Linked DNA regions of Mus musculus: regions 1 and 2 are each linked to region 3. The links are chromatin contacts, called in public HiChIP or PLAC-seq maps. All regions are on one chromosome and are shown on one strand. The core of a region is the stretch at or near the end of the contact, and the rest is flanking DNA. Distances in the headings are between cores, read along the strand shown. Region 1 overlaps Rab31 (RAB31, member RAS oncogene family). Region 2 holds the start of Gm35400 (a long non-coding RNA gene). Region 3 overlaps Ppp4r1 (protein phosphatase 4, regulatory subunit 1).

Region 1 (4,570 bases), core at 1,888-4,387, 150 kb after region 3:
CTTCCTAAGTGTCCCTAATTCTGTGCCTCACTCTGTTCCTCCTGTTTTGTGGAGGAGTTTGTCACAGTCGTTGCAAGAACACAGCGTACACTTGGAATCATGTGCTCTGAGGCGCTTGCATTCTGCATTGTGAAGGTGGAGACGAAGTAGGCGGTGGTGTGGTAGAAGTTCAACCATTAAATCAAGTGACCCTAAGCAAACACAGTCAAGGGACCTTTGAGTGATTTATTTTGCCACGTAATCACTCACACATTTAAAAAAAAAAAAAAATGTTTCCCTCTCATGTGACCTGAAGCTGGGAACTGGGCAGAGGTCTCATCACTGAACTCTGTTATTCCTGCTCATGAGAGGTGACAGCGCTGGGTCAGGTTGTCCTTTCCCTGGGTTACCGTGTTTCCTGTGGCTGACTCGCCTCAGCTGTTCACCTCGGGTGGCTGTGCTGACACATCTGTCCGCAGCTGTTTAGTTCTAAGCACACCAGATGTCACCTTCATAAACTCTGGCCATAACTTGTGTTCCGGCTTCCACCAGAAAAGTGCCTGCTGACTATGGAGCTGAGCCAAGCCTTCGTTCATCAGTACGTTATCAGAGACTGGGAGAAGCCTCCATATTCAGCTGAGGACTTCCTGGGGGCCCTCGCTGTGGAAGGATCGGAACCCTTATAAGTTATCAGCTGTCCTCAGAAAACCTCAGCTCTGGGCAGTCCCAAAAGGCATGCGGTCCACATACTGGGATTCTGCGCCCAGTGTCATTTTCAGTTGTATTTAAAGTTGAGGGTTCTCAGGTTCCAGCTATTTTACATTTTCCTGGTTCCCATCCGTTCCTTTTGGGTTCTGAGAACAGCAGAGGACCTTTGGCTTGTTTGCGTTGGCCTGAAGGAGAATTCATGGGCACTGGAGAACTCTGACCTACATTACTTCCGCTGTGTGTAGGTGTGTAGAAGGATGCTCAGTCTCTCCTACATCCCTGGGCCCGGTCACCGAGGTGGTTCTGGTACCTCCCTTCTGTCCACCTCCCTGAATACTTCCCCCACCCCACCCCACCCCTGCTGATATTTCCACGTGTGACAGAGAAGCTGCAAGCTCACTGGGCTGAATTGAGATGTAGCCAGCTCAGCCGTGATTTGGGGTTGGGCACCCATGGTCTCACATCTCAGCTGTTCTTGTGTAAGAACACACACTCTCTGTGCTGTGTCACTCCGAGAGACTGAACTTAGCACACCGAGCCCTTTATTACCTTAGAGTAAGCCGATTATTATCCAGTGGTTTCAGGCTTTTCTGGGTTGGGCACTTGGTAAACATTTTCTTTTTGAAAGTGTTGTGTTGTTGTTTTTTTTTATATTTGTTTTAATATTTATTTATTCTTTTGAGATAGGGTTTTGCCCTGTAGCCCAGGTTGGCCTTGAACTTGTAGCCGTGCTCTTCCCTTAGTCTCCTAAGCCTTGGGGATTACAGTCAGCACCACCAGCTACAGACAGTTTTAATGAGCTCTCCTACACAGTTCCCCACACTGCCTCTGACGGTCCAGCTTTCCCGGTTTGTAGAACCTGCTCCTCCATGTGAGTTCCTTGAGCCAAGGCAAGGCAGGGGTCAGATAGGAAACCCTGTTTTGTTTTGTTTTGTTTTGGTTTGTTTGTTTGTTTTTAATGTGCATTAAATTCACCTCGAGATTTCTACATGAGGTGACCCTCTGAGCTTGATGAAAGTCATTATTAAAATTTTTTAAAAAGTCAAATAAAGACCTCAAAGAAAACAAGAAGCCTAGATATTGAGTACTAACACCTCAGAAAGATTTCTTTGTATCTATAACTCAACCATCCTAAATCCTTGTCCGTGCCAGGGGTCTTTGTGGGTCACAAGGATGAAGATTTTGAATAATTAGTTCCTCATAGTCTGGTGGTCTGTTCCACTTAGAAAAACAAGTCTTTTGCTTAAGCACGGAGCAACTGCAGCTTCCCAGTAATTCCAACATAAGCCCATGTTTGTTCTTCTGCACGTCTAATGAACAAATGTTTATTTCTGTGTTTTACTCTTAGTTATAAACACTTAGCAAAGACAGCTTGTAGATTTGTAGTGGAGCCTCTAGTCATCTCTCTACATACATTTACCTAACTCTCCCTTCTCTCCCATCGATAGACCGACTCCATGGGCCCCCATTGTCTGTATCTATGTACCAGTGTCTGTCCATCATTATCTGTCTGTCTATACTTTCAGCTGTCACAATCCACCAATCTATTTTCCATCTCTTTCCATTATTTCTAGCTCTCCATCTCTATCCTAGTATATCCCATTTCTGTTGACCCATCAATTAGGATGATCAATGAATCTAGGATAGAGATGACTGAGCTCAGTGGAGGTACCAGTAGGAACCACAGCTCAGTGCTCCTGGCTCTGACAGCCTGAGCAACCTCCACTCGGACAAAGCCATGATCTTCATTCAGGCTTCGGAATATAATTTAAGAGTGGGTCAGCGAGGTGATCTGAACGAGGAGTGTATCCCCCACGGGCTCATATATTCGGATACTTGGCCCCCAGTTGGTGATGCTGTTTGCAGGAGTCCTAGAACCTTTAGGAAGTGCAGCCTTAGTGGGGGAAGTACATTACTGGACTGAGGCGGGCTTTAAGATTTTATAGCTTCACCCCACTTTGTTTTTGCACTGTCTGCTTTGAGACATTGAGGGCATTGGAGTGTGGTTTCTTTGTTTTGAGTTATTTCGTATTCGTTTAAGAACAAATGAGAAATGCTTTGGTTGATTTGTATTGCCAGCATCTCTCTCTGGCTTCCCTCTGGCTCTCTGGTCTTTGTGATCTCAGTTGGAAGAATTCACGTGAGACACACAGAGCATGTAGTTGAAGATAGGTAGCGTTTACCTAATGGTGATGTGGCATTTTTAACAGAGTGGAGAGTGGCCAAAAAGACTCTTGTGCGGGTCTATATTTTAGGTAGGCTTGATACTGTTTCTAAGCCTCTAGGACAAAGAGCTTCAGGGGTGGGGGTGGGGTGGGGGTGGGGTGGGGGTGGGGTTCCCGAAGTCCAGGTGATTGACAAACCCATTTGAATTGACTCTTAGGAGAGAGGACCCTGGTGTGTTCTTTACCAGAAACCTCCAGCTCTCTGTTGACTTTAGAAGGCACTCACAAGGGCGTGTCTCCACCCAGGGCCACGCACCATGACTCAGACCCTATCCCTTTGACCAGTAAATAGAGTCCGGCAGTTTCAGTTCCTGGCTTTAAGATCGTGGGTCCAAGCTCAATGACCTTTCAGGCCCTCAAACACCTACCTAGCTCCCTGAGTGCTTGTTCCTAGAGTTTATACAGTTAGAGATGAAAGCAACGCTGGCCCAAAAGGATTAGAGAATAGGAAAGCGCCCTGGGCCTTGTTCTGTAAACATTGCTGCGCAGCTCTCTGGCTATTGTATGCCCACAGGGTTTTGTAATTCCACGGTAGTTACTTGGTTTAGAGCGTGTTAAATAAGTCTGAAAGCAAAACAAAAACCTTTGAAAATGCTGTAACGGAACAGCAAGCTGTCGAGTGAAGATAAAGGTGAGGACAGTCCCTTCTTTACCACCAAGAAAGTTACTTTGGCAAAGGCCAGCAAAGAAGATGCTGATATCAGAAGCTTTCACCTTGAGCCGTCCTAAGGAGTTCTCAGTCGTGCAAAACACCATGTCCTTGGGCCTCATGTCTATGGAGGTTTAGGTGTAGGACCCACCAGGGTACCAATCTACAGATGCCCAAGTTCCTGTCTAAAATGCTATAGCATTTGTATGTAAGCATAACTCCCCTTATGCCTCTTCATCTCTAGGTTATTTATACCCAATATATCTATATCTATAGAGCATAGTCAATGCTCTATAGATAGTTGCTATACTCTATTGTTTAGGGAATAATGATAAGGAAGGGTCTGGATGCGTTCAATATGGACACAACCATAGTAGGCCTAACTGGTTTTGATGGACAGTGTAACCAGCCGTGAATTAAAACCTGAGAAACAGGCAGACCCAGGGACCAATTGTAGCAATGCTTCGCATGTGTGGAGCCCTTGCTCCTTGCCATTGTTGGAAGGGCTAAAGTGTGTGTTAATTCATTGATGTCCCCCTCACTGTGACGTAGGCATGTTATCATTCCTGTTTTACCATAAGGGCTCTCCATCTTGTGACTTGCTGTGTCGAATAGCTAGTGAGTGAGAGGCCAGGATGCGGAGTCACATGTTGTCAGCTTTAAGTCTGGATTGTCCCTGGCTCCTGACTTTGTACAGCAGTTTTCTGGTAATATTATCCATAGTCAGAGAAAACAGGAAATGACTAAACTGCACCAAAATTGAGACATAGTTTGTTTTTTTAAAATTGTGGTACACTAATATAAACTAGTGATTTGAAATAATGATGTGAATCTTGTTACTGACTTAAAAAGACAAATTGTGAAACAAATACTACAGAGTAGTTTATATAAAAAAGAAACCCATTTCATATAATCAAACTGTGAAACATATAATAATAAATAATATGTACCCTCAAGATTCTCTTTCTTGTAAGGTTGCCTGTAAGTTAGTAATCATGGCTACTTTGTA
Region 2 (4,603 bases), core at 53-2,552, 250 kb after region 3:
TTGATAACTGAAACAGCTACCAAGTGACGTCAGAAGCATATGCTCTGTGGACACATGTAGAGAGAATAACTTGTATATTGTATGGATGCATCACCTGTCAATTAAAAAACCCGTGGCCTATAGGAAAGGGTAGAATAGAAGGTGGAACATCCGGGAGGCAGAGAGAATTCTGGGATGTGAGGAAGCACATGCGTGTTCCCTGCTTTGAGCACCCAAGGCAACTGAGGCACTGGCTGGCAGAACCAGATGCTATGTGTGTGAGGGTAGAGCTTTGTGAAAAGGAGCCAGATAGATCTCCTTCTAGCCAGGCACAGGGTATCACGTGGGAAGAGGAGAGGAGACAGAGGTAGCACAGGTAACCAGCTATATGGCAGAATGTAGACTAGAATAAATGGGGTAACTTATGATCTAGTCAGAGAAAAGGCTAGCAACATGGCCAAGGTATTTTTAAACATATTCCAAGTCTGAGTCTTATTTCTGGGAGGAAGAATGGAGACATAACTTCTACAGACAGGTATTTTGGACATATGCACTGTAGGCACACATTTTACAGAAGGGTGACTCATAGCTTGGGTTGTGTTTACCGCTCTAGAGTTGGTGGAACCTAGGAGAATGGGGTTCATAAACGAGGTGGACTGAAGTCTCCTGCAATAGCCAGCTTTATTCAGAGCACCGGGCAGTTAATCCTCTGAGGGTTAAGAAGAGTCATCTGACTAAACTGTACAGTCACAGCGGCAAGTCACACATGGCAAAAACAAGTTTTTTTTCAAGAGACACATAAACACGTAACAATAGCCAGTTGTAATGAATAAAGTAAACTTACTATATTCCGATGGGCAAACCTGGGAGGGGCTCAAAAGCACAACCCAAGAACAACTCCTTGCTTTTGAAGAAACTGAGGTCACACGACTCTTGTCTTGTTTTCTTGGAGTTTTCTCACAAGCACTCAGAATTCCCCTGGCATGACTTCATTCGTGCACTGTGTTCTGGCAGGGTGGGACAGTGGAGCGTCACCAGACTCCATCCTGCCACTTGGAATGGGGCGTCTATGTCCCATCTGCCTGCCTCCAGACATGGTGCTGTGCACATTTGTGCTGCTAACCTGTTGTCAACTGCAATTGCTGGCTAAGGGGAGAAAAACGCTTGGATAATGTTTTTTTTTTTTTAAAAATAACAGTAAATATTTAAAACACAAATTATTTGTTTCTAGAAATTTCTATTTAGCATTCCCAGAATGTCATTGGCTGTGACTGATGGTTTAGGCAGAAGACATTACTGTAACTATATTTGGTTGTCTGGCCCCCAGAGTCTTGCTAATTTTAGGCAAATGGCATTGCTAAATTTAAAGTATCCCCAGGAGGTAGTGGCATGCCTTCATCCAATGACTCCTTGTTATGTTTTAGGTCAGAGTCAGGTTTGTGGAATTTTCTGTAAGGACAGTAAAGGTTTGGTGCTCAAAGACAACACCAATACCCCGCCCTCCAGGGCGTCTCATTTTTACCTGGTGTTAAACTATGTGAAACTAAAACACACAGTTTTCATTTTTTTCTACTTAAGGCAAAGCCACCCAAACCAACTGTTGTAAAACTTGGTCCTGCCACTAGATGGCACTATGATCCTATTTCTCGAAGCCAAACGAATTCCAGGGCTGCTTAAATTTTTTCCCTTTTGCCTGAGAAATCTCTACAGAAATCTTTACCTCCATAATACCAAGTATTTCCTGATAAGTCATAAGACATTTATGTTAACAATTCTTTGATATATATAATCGTATCATTTACTACAGAGGAAAGCAAATTTGCACATCAGTGGGAGGGGTGTGCTTGTTTATTTTTACAGCATACTCAAGTCTTGGCAGGATATTTGATACTGCAGGGTGTGGGGCATTGTCACACTTTTCAGAATTTATTGGTGTTTTGACTTTATAATCCACCTCGAGTTGCCACTTTATATAAAAGTGTAGTGCAAATGGGAGAACTATGCTTAAGAACTGCAACTTCTGCTCCAATCACAACTAAAATTCATTTGACAACCGTTTAAACATGAAACTCAACACAGCACCTCAGTACACACACACACACACACTCACACACACACACTCACACACACACACACTCACACACACACACACACACTCACACACACACACTCACACACACACACACTCACACACACACACACACTCACACACACACACTCACACACACACACACTCTCACACACACACACTCACACACTCACACACACACTCACACACACACACTCACACACACACACTCTCACACACACACTCACACACACACTCACACACACTCACACACACACTCACACACACACACACACTCACACACACACACTCACACACACTCACACACACACACACTCACACACACACACACTCACACACACACACTCACACACACACACTCACACACACACACTCACACACACACTCACACACACACACACTCACACACACACTCACACACACACACTCACACACACACTCACACACACTCACACACACACACACTCTCACACACACACTCACACACACACTCACACACACACTCACACACACACTCACACACACACTCACACACACACTCACACACACACACACTCACACACAGAGCATCATGGGGCTACTGGAAGTTGGGATGGTGTGGAAGCCCGTTCTCTTCTTCCACTGTGTGGGTTCTGGAGACTGAGCGCATGTTGTTTTGGTAAAATGTCTTTACCTGGCATCTTGCCAGCCCTCAAACAGCAATTTTAAAAACCAAATGTTCTGCTCTAATAGTCAAACGCTATACTCATTTGATACTTACAGGATAAGGAACAATGGCAGTGAGATACTAAAGTTTCCTGTGATTAAGTGATTATGTTTGTAGAAGAGCAGGATGTTTGTATGGATAGTAAAATGCCACCATAGCACACGGGAGTCTTGAAGTGAACCCAGGTGTCCCAGCTGTGTTGTGGGCTGTGGCTGTGGCTGAGGCAGTAGCTGTGGCTGAGGGAGTGGCTGTGGCAGTGGCTGTGGTGGTGGCTGTGACAGTGTTTATGGTGCCAAGCAAGCTGTTGGTTCAGAGGTGACGTTGGCAAGCGCTGCCAGGGCTGCTCAGGTTCCTTACAATCTCCATTATGAATGAATGATTATCAATATGTGATAGGAACCCTTTCACAACACCTGTGCTAGTTCTGTGACTCCATGTGGAGCTGTGACTCATAGTTGTTGTTTTAAAGATTTACTTATTTTGTTACATGAGCACACTGTCGCTGTCTTCAGACACACCAGAAGAGGGCATCAGATCCCATTACATATGGTTGTGAGCCACCATGTGGTTGCTGGGAATTGAACTCAGGACCTCTTGAATAGCAGTCAGTGCTCTTAACTGCAGAGCCATCTCTCCAGCTCGTGACCCACAGTTTATGAAGCTGTGCTAATGTGCAAATTCTTTAAAAACAACCTATATCTCTGTGATAGTTTGTATATGCTTGGCCCAGGGAGTGGCGCTATTAGGAGGTGTGGCCTTGTTAGAATAGGTGTGTCACTGTGGGCACGGGCTTAAGACCCTCTAGCTGCCTGGAAGTCAGTATTCTGCTAGCAGCCTTCAGATGAAGATGTAGACCTCTCAGCTCTTCCCGTGTCCATGCCTCCTGGGTTCCGCCATGCTCCCACCTTGATGATAATGAACTGAACCTCTGAACCTGTAAGCCAGCCCCAATTAAATGTTATAAGACTTACCTTAGTTGCTAGAGAGTTCAACTGCATGCTTAAGAGATGCCGCTGAAGGGGAAAACTGGTTCTGGAGAAGGAGGGGAAGGAGGTGCAGCCTCTGGGAGTGACAGTGCTGACAAGAAGTCTCAGGGTCCTGAAGGCGGTGGCAATGCAGTAAAGGTCAGACACACTCTATGTGAAAACCATGGGGGAATCATGGAAGCCATGGAAAAGTTAAAGTCTGGGATGAGAGTCAGTGAAGTGGCCACACAAAATAGTGAAGATAAACCCAGACAGGGGGTGACTCTGGTTGGATGACCAGAGGCTCCATGGTGGGGTCATTTCAGGAAGCAGCGTTTGCCTTGCCTACAAATGGGATGGATAACCCTGTAGTAACAGACCCACCTGTTAAGACAAAATTTGGATATCATATTATTATGGTTGAAGGGAGAAAATAAAATCACACGAAACACTGGAAAAAAAAAAGATTGCCTTAGTCATGGTTTCTGATCACAGCAGTCTCAAATATAATCAAAAGCGTAGTTTCCACCTCAAGCTGTATTCAGGCTGAAGGGGACGTTCCTCTCGATTGTAAGGATCGAAATGTCCACCCCACCCTGCTTCATGTATTAGCTAGTCAAAGTAAAGTTTGTTTTTCTAACATAAAATTGGGCTAATTGTAGTGATAATGCAGGCAAATCCTTTTGATGAAATGATACAATATAATATCATTAATATAATTACTGACATTTATTTTGTTATAAGCATTAATTTTTCATAATGCTTTATAATTACACAGGGCATTATGTGTTCATATTTCCTTGGTCTTTCTCCCAGATGTTGAATAATTGGTTCAATTGAGATGGTGAAATTCTCGATTTACAT
Region 3 (4,907 bases), core at 91-2,590:
AGGGTATAGGGGACTTTCAGGATAGAATTTGAAATGTAAATGAAGAAAATACCTAATTAAAAAATTGGAAAAAGAAAAAAATACTTTCCAGCTAATAAAAAGACAACCTTTAATAACCTCCTACTGACTAGTCATATATTTATATGAATAACATAATTATAAATTCTTTCTTTTGAGGGAAGGTGTTCAAGACAGGGTTTCCCTAGGTAGCTCTATCTCAGAAATCACTCTGTAGACCAGGCTGGCCTCACACTCACAGGTCCTCTGCCTCTGAGTGCCAGGATTAAAGGCGTGTGCCACTTGTACTTGGAGTAAATTAGTTTTAAATTTGAAATCATTGAGCTAGAGAAATGGCTCGCAGTTAAGAACACACTCTTCCAAAAACCCTGGGTTCAGTTCCCAGCACCCACATGGTAACTCACAGCTTTCCAGCACTCCTGTTTCAGCACTAACACCCTCTTCTGTTTTCAGTGGACCCCAGATATGCATGTGGTGTGCATGTATATGTATGTGTGTGTGTACACACATACACATACACACATATATACATATACAAACACGTCCGTGCATGCATACAGGCAAAATACCCATAGACATAAAATAAAATATTAAAACACTTTTTTTTTTAAAAAATCATTTACTTTCTTCCAGAGGTCCTGAGTTCAATTCCCAGCAAACACATGGTGGCTCACAACCATCTGTAATGGGATCTGATGCCCTCTTCTGGTCTGTCTGAAGAGAGCAATGGTGGTGTACTCATATATACAAAATAAATAAATCATTTACTTTAGTCTCAAAATGTTTTTAAAAAGCAATGTTACCCAACGTGAAGGATCACTGATCAAGTTAATAAATAGTGCTGATAACTTTGTCCGTCGGATTTCTTGACATGTTGCACAGGAGACAGCCATGAAGCACTCAGCACAGGCCTTTCGGACGCCCCACACGTTATCAGAGCACAGCTGGAAGAACCTGGGCAGCTGTGGGAACACGGGGACACCAGTTACTTCCCTGCCATCTTCTGTTTTAATGATGGATATTCTTAAAACATACAGAACGTATTTAAACACTGGAACTCAAAAACTTCTAATGCATCACTCCAGTTTATAACTCCCCCTAGAAAGGCAAAACACAGCTGACTGTCACCCGAGAGCTCACAGCTGAGCTCCTCGTGCCAGTGGATGTATAGACAGTCTACGCGTATGAATTTGTGCATGGGGCACATGCATGTCACAACTTAACTCCTCTGCTACGAGATTTAAGTGGCACCAGAGAGGACTCTAGTAAAGCAAATGCCCTAGTGAGGTTAGAGACTCGGGTGAGTGAGTCAGGACTGAGTCACTATGTACAAGTGGGAGGCTAACAGGGAACCACTGTTTAATGCTTAAAGAAGCAATCCTTATCAGAACGCCTTGCAAACACCAACTTGTAGTTCCAAATGTACAAACATCATTCTGGTTTGCAGTCACGGGGGCATATTAATAAACTCTATTACTCTGTATTGCTTATTCTTTAATACCTTAGATACTTACCAACATTTCTTCTGTTGCTTGTTGGCCAACTACACTGCAAATATCTCCAAAATTGGCAGCGCAGACCTGTAACAGAACCATCACTAACATTTTAGTATCGCATAGGAGTTCCTTAAAAACATCACATTCCACACACCAGAGCATCATGCGTTCTTAAACTCAGAAACCCAGAGTGGATGCAGACTTACCTTCCGGACATGAAACATTCGACAGTCACAGCACATCTCGCAGAACCTGGGGAGGATGAGGCGCTCCGTAATGTCCTTCCCAACCATGGGGGCCATCTTGCACATTATCTGAAACAAGTGAGAAAAATTCATCTTGAAAACATCTAAGGCCTTTTTAAGTTAAACTTAATAATTTAAAGAAACACATATTAACCAATGTACAGCAAATGTACTAAATCTAGAGGAAAATGATTTTCCTATCACTAGTTAATAACTTAATCATTTTGCCAGTAACTTCGAAAGAGAAAAATAGGAAAAAGAGAAAAAAAGAAAATTCCACCTTTAAACTTAGCACTTGAGAAGTAGAAGCAGGCAGGCTATGAGTTCAAGGCCAGCCTGGCCTACAATCGAGTTCCACAACAGCCAGGGCCATGTCTCAAAACACCCACCGCAGCAGCAGCAGCAGCAGCAGCAGCAGCAGCAGCAGCAGCAGCAGCAGCAAGGGAGTGCCTGTTCAAAGGCAAGGCTGTGTCTGAGGAGATGACTGCTGAGTGCAGCTGTGTCTCCGAGGAAAGCTCTGCGTCACGTCAGCTTTGGTGTCAATGGGGGAGTCAAGCCTGCCTTTGCATAGACACAGTACTAATACAAATTTGTTCCAGCTAACCAATAACAAAGTAAGAGTTTCCTTCCCTAACAACTGCTCAAGTCCATCCCCATACTTAATACACAGGGAGATCTGATGCCTGCCTGACAGCATTTCCCAGACACAGCTATTCCCAGAGTGTGTAAAAGACACATGGACGGTAAAGAGACTCTCAGCTATGTGCAGCATCACTGCCTACAGAAGCTCCAAAGGATCTAATAAAGAACCTACCAGAATAAGTACATATAACAAAGCTGCAGGTATCTATATAAGAATAAAAACGGCTTATATTTCTATAAATCAACAATGAACTGGAGGGCTTTAAAAATACATCATTTATAATGTTAAATTGTGAAATCCAACAAAAAGCGAGATCTTCCTGTTCAAAGTTACAAAACATAACTGTGTAATCAAATCCATAAGTAAATCCCTTCAAGATGCGTCACGCTCACAGGTGGTCAGGCTGGCAAGTCTCCTCAGGCCAGCCTGCAAGTCAACAAGTCCTACCTCAGTCCTCCACTGTTGGGCAGCAGGGTAATACCTGCAGCTCCCACATCCCACGGACAGCTTGGTGCTTCAGAGAGGCAAAGCTGAGATCTGAAGCGCTGTCTAATCAGGGTACCATATTATAACTAATGGTTTTCTAAAACATGGGGAATCATAAGCTTTCTTTCAACCCTGAACATTATGTTTTTAGGCTAGGCTCCCCTTAATATAACCAACAGTTTTACCCAAATTGATTTTCTTTATTGAAGAATTTCTGAAATGAAACGTGATTGTTTGGAGCTAGGTAGGGATGATGACTGTAGGTCTCTGTGATGGTTTGTATATGCTCGGCCCAGAGAGTGGCACTATTAGGAGGTGTGGCCTTGTTGGAGTAGGTGTGTCACTGTGGATGTTAGCTATAAGACCCTCATCTTAGCTGCCTGGAAATCAGTATTCTGCTAACAGCCTTCAGATGAAGATGTAGAACTCTCAGCTCCTCCTGCACCATGCTTGCCTGGATGCTGCCATGCTCCCGCCTTGATGATACTGGACTGAACCTCTGAACCTGTAAGCCAGCCCCAATTAAATGTTGTCCTTATAAGACTTGGTCATGTCCTTGTTGCCTTGGTCATGGTGTCTGTTCACAGCAGTAGAACCCTAACTAAGACAGTTGTGATTGTATCAAATGCCACTGAATACTATACTTTAAATGGCTAATTTTATGAATTTCACAACAATGAAAACTGTTGAGGAAAAAAAAATCTACATTTTTGTTAATTGGTATCTACTATTGTAAGAAACAATGAAAAGGGAATTTTTCAAGAGACAGAAAACTATATGATCATCACTGTTCTCACAGATAACCTGGAATCACTCGCAATTTCTGTTATTGTTTTTTATACCAACAAAAGATCAGTGTTAAAGGTATAAAGAGCTAATGCTCCGTGTCCAGTCAGGTTCATTTAGTACTTTCCTATCCCCCTGTCTCAGCTCAGGAACCAAGGATGGGAGTGACACCACACACCAGCACACTCTCAAAGCTCCCTGAAAGGTAGGCAACAGACTTACAGCCACAGCTTCTGTCTTCACATCATCATTGCTGTCTGGGGCAGTCAGGTCTATGAGGACAGGGCACACCTTGGTCTCCACGTCAAATCGCTCAATCAGTTCCTGCTCCAGCAGAGCCAGCAAAGCTGCCTGACTGGTTTTCCTCACCTACCAAGAAAACACCACAGTATAAAAAAGACAAATATATAATAAATTCTACAACAACCAGGTGATGGCAGTGCACGCCTTTAATCCTAACGCTTGGGAGGCAGAGGTGGGTGGGTCTCTGAATCTGAGGCCAGCATGGTCTAATGAGTTCCAGGACAGCCAGGGATACACAGAGAAAGCTCTGTTTCGAAAAACCAAAACCAAACAAATTGTAGAGACAACATTGTTTTTGCAGATGGGAAAACTTCTAATGTAGGAACCTGTAACTTGCAAACCCTAGCAGGTATTTATGGGTACTCCCTTCAGTTCTTACAGAGACAGCCTGACAGACAGAGTGTCACTGAGGGCACTGGGTGAAGACTGGTAAGCGGGCACCCTTTATAACGGGATCAAGGGTTCTAATAAATTTGTTAGACTCTCCACACACCTTAATCTAAGATAAGAAGTCACTTCTGGAAAATACAACAATGAGGTTAGACCCAAAAAACATTCAAATTATATCACTTGGGTTGGGGCATTCTACATGTAAAAGTCCTTTAAGAACAAGTAAATGCAACTTTACCTGGTTATTCTGGTCTGCGAGGTATCTGACCACAATTGGTAGTAAGTACTTGGAAAAAGCATACGGTATAGAAGGCCGGTTCTCTTGACAAAACAGTGCAATGTGCGGCACTTGTTCCATCAGCTCCGCTCTCACAGTTGGTTCTAGAGAAACAGCAGCAACATGACCAAGCACATCCTCGCACCCAGACAGCTGCCCCCCTTCATCTGGGGTCCAGGCTACTTAGACACCAGCATGGTAAGAGCTCACGCTGTTCTCTAGCCCAACACTTCTTTCCTTAAATGAGAGAATGAAGTCACTCC

The links. HiChIP or PLAC-seq counts read pairs in DNA pulled down with a chosen protein or histone mark.
Region 1: a contact with region 3 is called in a FOXA1 HiChIP or PLAC-seq map of pancreatic cancer cells. The contact joins two enhancer-like sites. A contact is called at or near these places in 1 of 484 Hi-C or Micro-C datasets (nephron progenitors), 2 of 115 datasets of contacts at active chromatin or transcription factors (cardiomyocytes and pancreatic cancer cells) and 3 of 9 other capture datasets (adipose tissue, liver and pancreatic islet).
Region 2: a FOXA1 HiChIP or PLAC-seq map of pancreatic cancer cells shows a contact between it and region 3. The contact joins two enhancer-like sites. A contact is called at or near these places in 1 of 115 datasets of contacts at active chromatin or transcription factors (pancreatic cancer cells) and 2 of 9 other capture datasets (adipose tissue and liver).

Annotation. Positions count from the first base shown.
Region 1 is chr17:65,662,523-65,667,092 of GRCm38.p6, reverse strand. All of the region lies in intron 6 of Rab31 (RAB31, member RAS oncogene family), which reads left to right. Among named protein-coding and RNA genes, the nearest start is that of Gm35477, 22 kb to the right of the region's middle. Within about 2 kb of position 3,137, at least 90 of the 459 cell types and tissues checked have an H3K27ac peak or open chromatin away from gene starts, as enhancers often do. A contact at or near this core is called in pancreatic cancer cells, where this site is marked.
Region 2 is chr17:65,559,955-65,564,557 of GRCm38.p6, reverse strand. Gm35400 (a long non-coding RNA gene) reads left to right here and starts at 4,520. Exons shown (of 4, transcript XR_385703.3): 1 at 4,520-4,603. It also overlaps the pseudogene Gm49866. Within about 2 kb of position 1,302, at least 30 of the 459 cell types and tissues checked have an H3K27ac peak or open chromatin away from gene starts, as enhancers often do. A contact at or near this core is called in pancreatic cancer cells, where this site is marked.
Region 3 is chr17:65,810,379-65,815,285 of GRCm38.p6, reverse strand. It overlaps Ppp4r1 (protein phosphatase 4, regulatory subunit 1), which reads right to left. Exons shown (of 20, transcript NM_001114131.1): 5 at 4,606-4,748; 6 at 3,897-4,043; 7 at 1,721-1,828; 8 at 1,533-1,598; 9 at 822-980. Among named protein-coding and RNA genes, the nearest start is that of Ppp4r1, 29 kb to the right of the region's middle. Within about 2 kb of position 1,340, at least 30 of the 459 cell types and tissues checked have an H3K27ac peak or open chromatin away from gene starts, as enhancers often do. A contact at or near this core is called in pancreatic cancer cells, where this site is marked.